2 separate regions of the Ovis aries genome follow, and region 1 is linked to region 2. The links are chromatin contacts, called in public Hi-C maps. All regions are on one chromosome and are shown on one strand. Each heading gives the region's core, a stretch centred on a gene start, on an enhancer-like site or on the middle of the called end of the contact. The rest is flanking DNA. Distances are from core to core; before and after follow the strand shown.

Evidence for each region. A called contact is a pair of places that touch in the nucleus more often than the background predicts.
Region 1: a Hi-C map of hypothalamus shows a contact between it and region 2, with 4 times the contacts expected there. The contact joins the promoter of B3GNT2 here to the enhancer-like site in region 2. A contact is called at or near these places in 6 of 16 Hi-C or Micro-C datasets (blood, hypothalamus and tail adipose tissue).

Annotation. Positions count from the first base shown.
Region 1 is chr3:46,023,627-46,027,110 of ARS-UI_Ramb_v3.0, forward strand. It overlaps B3GNT2 (UDP-GlcNAc:betaGal beta-1,3-N-acetylglucosaminyltransferase 2), which reads right to left and starts at 1,961. Exons shown (of 2, transcript XM_060412078.1): 1 at 1,803-1,961.
Region 2 is chr3:45,832,980-45,836,370 of ARS-UI_Ramb_v3.0, forward strand. It overlaps LOC101117403. Among named protein-coding and RNA genes, the nearest start is that of TMEM17, 100 kb to the left of the region's middle. Within about 2 kb of position 1,647, at least 18 of the 54 cell types and tissues checked have an H3K27ac peak or open chromatin away from gene starts, as enhancers often do. A contact at or near this core is called in hypothalamus, where this site is marked.

The DNA of each region.
Region 1 (3,484 bases), core at 711-3,210, 190 kb after region 2:
GGGGGATGTTCCCGAGTCCTAGGAGGGGAGGTGTGGAATGGGGCAAGAGGCTCGAAAGACACGCTGCCGCGGGTTTCGTTAACCTCTTCCTCTAGTACCAGGAAGGTAGCAGGAGAGGGGGGGACGAGGGGGAGGACCGGGACGCCAAGATGCGGCAGGAAGACAGCTAGAGTCTGATTCCTCCGCTGGGGCGCCAGTGCGAAGCCGGCACCCTCGAGGAAGCAGATGGTGGAGGGAGAGAGGAGGGTCCCGTGGCGGGGAAGCCGGGGACCACAGAGAGAGGAGGGCGCGCGGCCGGCCTGCGGAGGTGAAGCGTGCACACCCGCCCGGCCCTACCTTGTCCGGGAGCAGCTCCTGCTCGGCGGGGCGGGGGCGGGAGATCGCGGCTGCATCCACGTCCCGGCCGCTCCGAGCGGCTCAGCCCGGCGACCACCGCCGCTCTCGCTCCATGCGTGGCGCCCGCTATGGGGCAGCCCGGCGGCGGGGTGGCTCCGCCTCTGCTCGGCTCGGCCCCAGCCTCGGCTCAGCTCCGGCACTTGTTGCCGCCTCTGCCGCCGTCTGGCTCCCGGCTCCGGCCCCGGCTCCCGGCTCCGTCGCCGCCGCAGCGGAGCTCTCCTGGCCCCACCCCCACCCGACGCACCAATCAGGCCCGGCACCGCCCCTCACGTCGCCGCCCCGCCCGGCCCGAGGCCCGGCGCCCGGAGTTTGGGTACGGCTCAGCTCCAGCCTGTCTAGCTGTGCGCGCCCACGATCAGCCGGAGCTCCGAGTTCCTCCTGATTTCCGGGGAGCCTCGGCGCCCTCACCTGGAAAGCAGTCTTAAGCTGGGGGGAAGGAGACTCCGCCTCCGCCCCCGCCAAGAACTAGACCCTCGGTGGGGAAAGGGCAGCTCTCAGTTCAAAAGAACTATTTTCCTACTCCAGTCTAACCCAAATGCCTCGTGTTGTCGCCCCTGTTGTAATACATCCGGTGTTGGGAAACTAAGCGCCTGAGCGAGGACTCTAGTGGCGTCTTCTGGCCGGAGTCAGTTCGTGACAGGTCCTAGACCGAACCCCGGCGGCCCAAACGCCTGGGCTGAACTTGGGGTTCCACTATGGAAGATGGGGGTAGGGAGAAACAAGGCCAAAAGGAGACTTGACAATTGCTCTCTGCCCATCCAGTACCTGCCACTAACTCTTAGGCGCCCGAATGACGCCTACTTGGCACCGGCACCGGATCTTCGGTTTTATGAAAGCCGCCCAGGACGTGGGGAGAGGAGTTTTGGTGTTTCCTCCAGGTCCCATGGGAGACTTGGGAAGCCAGAGACACAAGATGTCCAGACGCTGTGCCTCGAACCCGCGCCGCGGCCCCAGGGGGCAGGCCGGACACCTAGGTGCAGCCTTAATGGCTGAACTGTGACACACATCCCTCCGGCAAGATGGGGACTTGGCGCTAACCGCAAGCACCCGCCGGAATTCCGGGGACCACTGACCCACCCTCCTATCCCAGCGCCCCCGCCGGCTTGTCAGCGCACTGTATTCTTAAGTGAGTCTAAGTTGCTATTGACACAAGTTTGAGGGCCCCAGATAAACCCGGCGCGACCGGATGGAGAGGTTGCGCTGGTTTGAAAGGGCCAGCACAGGCAACTGGTCCCCTTGCACACCGCCGGGAGGTAAGCCTGGCCAGAGGCGCACCTGAAAGCGCCCTCCTCCCCCCAAGTATTTATCTCTCCAGAAAGAAAGCAATCCCCCTTAGATAATCAGACTAAGAACACCACACCCGCAATTATGTGCATTTTCCAGGAGGCCTTCGGAAGCTAAATTACCTGAAAGTGAAGGAACTGCGGGAGTAGTCATTTCAGGCACCTTTGAGCTCGGCCAGCTCAACGGTGGGCCCTTACTCTTAATCCAAACTCAGAGCAAAAGGGCAGCTGGTTGCTGCTGGATGCACTGAGGCTCACCTCATGGGTGCGGTCCTCCACAAACAGGAATTCTGAGTTAGATCTGGGAAAGCTTTGATTTGCAGCCTTCGGTCCTTTTTGCTTTTACGTTGATCACATGATTCTTCTAAGACTGGGACATAAAGTCCAAACAATCAGACTTTTGATAATTCATAGAAAAACATCTGGAAGCATGCAGACGAGCTGTCAATATACCCCAGATGTGGGGTTGAGGTGTCAGAAGGAAGGGAGATGAGTTCTATAACCTTACTGACTCTGAATTTTTTTTTCCAGTTATATTAACTTTCATGGGGTTTCCCTGGTGGTAAAGAATCTGCCTTCAATGTGTAAGACCCAGGTTCAATCCCTGGGTTGGGAAGATCCCCTGGAGAAGGAAATGGCAACCCACTCCAGTTTTCTTACATGGAGAATCTCATGGACAGAGGAGCCTGGTGGACTACAGTCCACGGGGTTGAAATGAGTCACGCATGACTAAGGGACTAACACACATATTAACTTTCATAATTTAGAAAACTAATAAAACATTTTTAAAGAATTCAAGATATTAGAAAAAATTTAAGAGCTCTACAGAATATATAAATTAATAAACAAACGAGCCTGTGTCTTTCTCTCTGTGTCAAAATACTAAATTCCAAGTCCATGTTCCTGGGAAAGAAATATGTTAAGGCTGTCTATTGTCACCCTGTTTATCTAACTTCTGTGCAGAGTACATCATGAGAAATGCTGGGCTAGATAACTCACAAGCTGGAATCAAGATAGCCCGGAGAAATATCAACTACCTCAGAGATGCAGATACCGCTTTAATAGCAGAAACTGAATTGGAACTAAAGCGCCTCTTGATGAAAGTGAAAGAGGAGAGGCGAAAAGCTGGTTTAAAACTTAACATTCAAAAAACTAAGCTCATGGCATCTGGTCCCATCACTTCATGGCAAATAGATGGGGGGAAAGTGGAAACTGTGACAAGTTTTATTTTCTTGGGCTCCAAAATCACTATGGATGATGACTGCAGCCATGAAATTAAAAGACAATTGCTCCTTGGAAGAAAAGCTATGACAAACCTAGAGAGCATATTAAAAAGCAGAGACTTCTCTTTGCAGACAAAGGGCTATAGTCAAAGCTCAAAAGCTATGGTTTTTCCAGCAGTCATGTATGGATGTGAGAGGTGGACCATAAAGAAGGCTGAGCACCGAAGAATTGATGCTTTTTGTGGTGCTGGAGAAGACTCCTGAGAGTCCCTTGGACAGCAAGGAGAGCAAACCAGTCAATCCTAAAGGAGAGCAGCCCTGAGTATTCATTGGAAGGACTGATGCTGAAGCTGAATCTCCAATACTTTGGCCATCTGATGTGAAGAGCTGACTCATTGGAAGAGACCCTGATGCTGGGAAAGATTGAGGGCAGAAGGAGAAGAGGGCAGCAGAGAATGAAATGGTTGGATGGTATCACTGACTCAATGCACATGAGTTTGAGCAAACTCCAGGAGATAGTGAAGGATAGGGAAGCCTGGTGTCCTGCAGTTCATGTAGTCACAAAGAGTCAGACACATCTTA
Region 2 (3,391 bases), core at 397-2,896:
AACATATATATATATGTGTGTGTGTGTGTATATACATACCTGGAAGCTAGAAAAATGGTGCTGATGAACCTCAGAGAACAGACTTGTAGGCACAGCGGGGAAGGTGAGGGTAGGACGAATTGAGAAAGTGGCATTGACATCATCACGTAAAATAGATCGTTAGTGGGAAGTTGCTAAGTAACACAGGGAGCCCAGTCTGGCACTGTGTGACTACCTAAAGGGACACGATGGGGGTAAGCAGGCAAGGTTCAGGAGCGAAGGGATAGCTATATAATTATGACTGATTCACGTTGTTGTATGACAGAAACTAAAACAAAATTATAAAGCAATTTTCCACCAATTAAAAAAAAAAGTCAAATTCTCAAATAGGGGAAGACATACCCAAAAGTACTAGATGTGCTTGCCTCTGGAGAAAGGGGCTAGGAGGTAGGAAGGATGCTCTTTTGTATTACAAACAACCCTAACCCAACACTATTGACTTTTGAACTATGAATACATATTATTTGTTTACAAAAATTAAATGTTGCTAAAAAGGAAATAAGAAAGAAATAAAGCAGAAATGAAGCCCTAAGAAATGGGGTCAGTTCTATTTTTATGGAGTTTTAGGGAAATCTTTGAGACTCTAGAAATTATAATTTTCTTATTGCATGTTAATTAAGTTTCTCCATCCGGAGGAAAAAGTCAGCTTCTGTATTTGGAAGGATGGGAGCCAGAAAATGTCCTGACTGCGCTGACTATGGAGAGCATGGCCTCCCCACACGATCTGTGGGTCCTGAGCAGGTAAATTTCTCTAAAGGTATCTTTGGATGCCAATGACAGGACTGGCCAGAGAAGGGATGCATATGAGATCTATTCTTAGCCCCTGGACTCCAGACCCCTAGATCACCTCCGTGTCATCTCCTACAGCTGCTTCTGCTGGAGCCACAGCCCTGAGAAGAGCCACAAGAGGCTTCAGGACTTTGCATGGCTCAGCCTGCTCCCTCACCTCATTCAGGCCTCTGAGCGATGTCAGCTGCTTATAAAAGTTGTGCCTGGTCAATTACTACCTGAGAACCTGAAATAGCCTTACTAGTCCCTCACTTGATTTCTCTTCCTTACACTTATTACTACTTTCCGTTATGTGATCAATTTATGTGTTCAATAGAGAGAGGCAGATAGATAGAGAAGGAAAGAGGGAGGGAGACAGAGAGACTGTAATTCCTCCTCATGGCCACAAGATGGCACTATTGCTCAGAGGTTTTCCTTTGAAAAGCAAATCAGGTAAGCAAAATCTAAGGCTGCTTTGGAATTCCCAGCTTCCCTCTGTCCATCTATCTGTTTCAGTCTTCCTCCACTCGTTGCTCCCTCTGCGCACTCCCGCCACAATACTGACTTTCTGGTGGGCTGCAGAGGCCCTTTTGCGACGCTCGGAACAGCAAAGATTCCTGAGACTGATGTTTGTCTACACAAAATGCAGTGGTTGGTTCATTCAGTATGACTAGAAAGGCTCAGTCCACCTGCTTTTATTCTCTCTGGCTCTTGCTGATACTGCCCGGGCCCTGGGCCACTGCTTGGCGGCTTCAGGGACGATCTGTTCTCTCACCCTTCCCCTTCTTACCTTGTTCGCCCCACCTCCCAGCACACCCATCTTGCAAGCTCCTGCCCTGAGATCTGGTTCCAGGGGGTCATCGGAATGACTCTAGAGAAGCTATAAACATGTACAGCATGTGTCCTGGTGGGGGTTCTGAATTTTCCTTTGTATTTTAGCCTGAGGAAAAAGCAATTCAGTGGCTTGGAGTGGTGGGTGGAGCTTGCAGTATTTTTCTAGGTTTTTGTAGCTGGGAAATAAATCTCCAGGGATGGGCAGGGTTGCAGGCTAATTCCAGTACAGCAGGATCAGGGCTATGAAAACATGAACACAAAGGAAACTTCAAAGTTCTTCCTCGAATCTGATTGGGAAGGGGCCTTCGAAAGGTCACGTTAACTTTGCACCAAATGCCCTCTTGCTTTCCGATGGCCCTGCACTCTGCAGACATTTCTGGTCCAACCCGCTCAGTGGGGTCAGGATTCAACAAGACCCTGAAGACAAAGACAGGAGGTAAAGCCCAGAAGTTAGGGTCTGGGCCTAACTGTTCTCTGGCCTTAAATGTTGAGGCCCGATTTCCTCTTTGCAGACTGAGCTCCATCACTGAAGGAAATCACTCCCACTTCAAACCAGTCTCTTCCCCAACCCCGGTCAAACCCTGACACAGCTACTTTGCCGGGAGTGGTGAGAATTACAGCAGCTAGGTCATTTAAGGCAATAATTAGAACAATCATTAATTTCTGAGGCCTAAGTGACTCATTTATCTCTGATATGCACAGGGATCAAAGGAGAGTATTTATGACTGAGGAACAAATCTCCCATTCTTTCCCCTGCTATAGTAAATAATGAAGAGCTTCCAAGCCTGCCTTCTTCGCCCATCTCTCCCGGAGATTTTGTCTTTAATGTCTGTATACAAAACCAACCCGCCTCTCCCTTCTCTCCACTCCTCGCTCTTTAAGAACCACAGCATGCCAAGCCGCTCTTTGCCCAGCTCAGACTCTCGGCTGAGAGGAGGGAGGGGTGCTCATCCCTCCATCCCAGCGGAGGGCACCAAGCCTCTGACCTTCGGCAGGCCCAGGGTGAGTATCAGGTGGGCTCTCCCTGGAAATGTGCCATCTTGATTTTGCCGAGTTATGTACACAAGTGCCAGTCGGTCCGCCTGGGTCGGCTGGCAACCTGGCCCCATCAGCTGTTTGCTGTGTGACCTTGACACACAGGTTAAGTTCCTTGACCTCTTTAAGCCTCAGTTTCCCAATCTCTGAAATAAGGATAATAATAGCATCTAAGACTGGCTTATGAAAATTACCTAAGATAAAAGATGCAAAATGCTTGCTTAATACAGAGCCTGATACAAAATCACATTAGCTACATGTCAGTAGCTCAAAATTCTTATTTCCAAGAACTTGTAGCTGCAGTGCAAACCGTCTTTCATGTTCTGATGTGGGCTCTAAGAGATGCTTGCTTGAAGATGCATGTTCTCCCAGCCTCCCCCAGGACCCTGGACCACCACTGTGACAGAAATCAGATCCTCTGTGTGTGTGTGTGTGTGTGTGTGTGTGTATGCACATGTGTGTATATGTGTGTGTGTGTGCATGTGTGTGTGTAGGATCCCCAGCCTTAAGGAGGCTGTGAGATGGGCCCAGATCAGTTTCTCCACCTCAGCACTACTGACTTTTTTTTTGGACCAGGTAATCCTTTTGTTGTGAGACCTCATCCTGTACATTTCAGAACATAATTTAGCACCATCTTCGGCCTCAACTCACTAGGTGCCAGTAGCAGCCTTCTAGTCACAACAATGGAAAATGTCTCTAGACATCACCACATGTC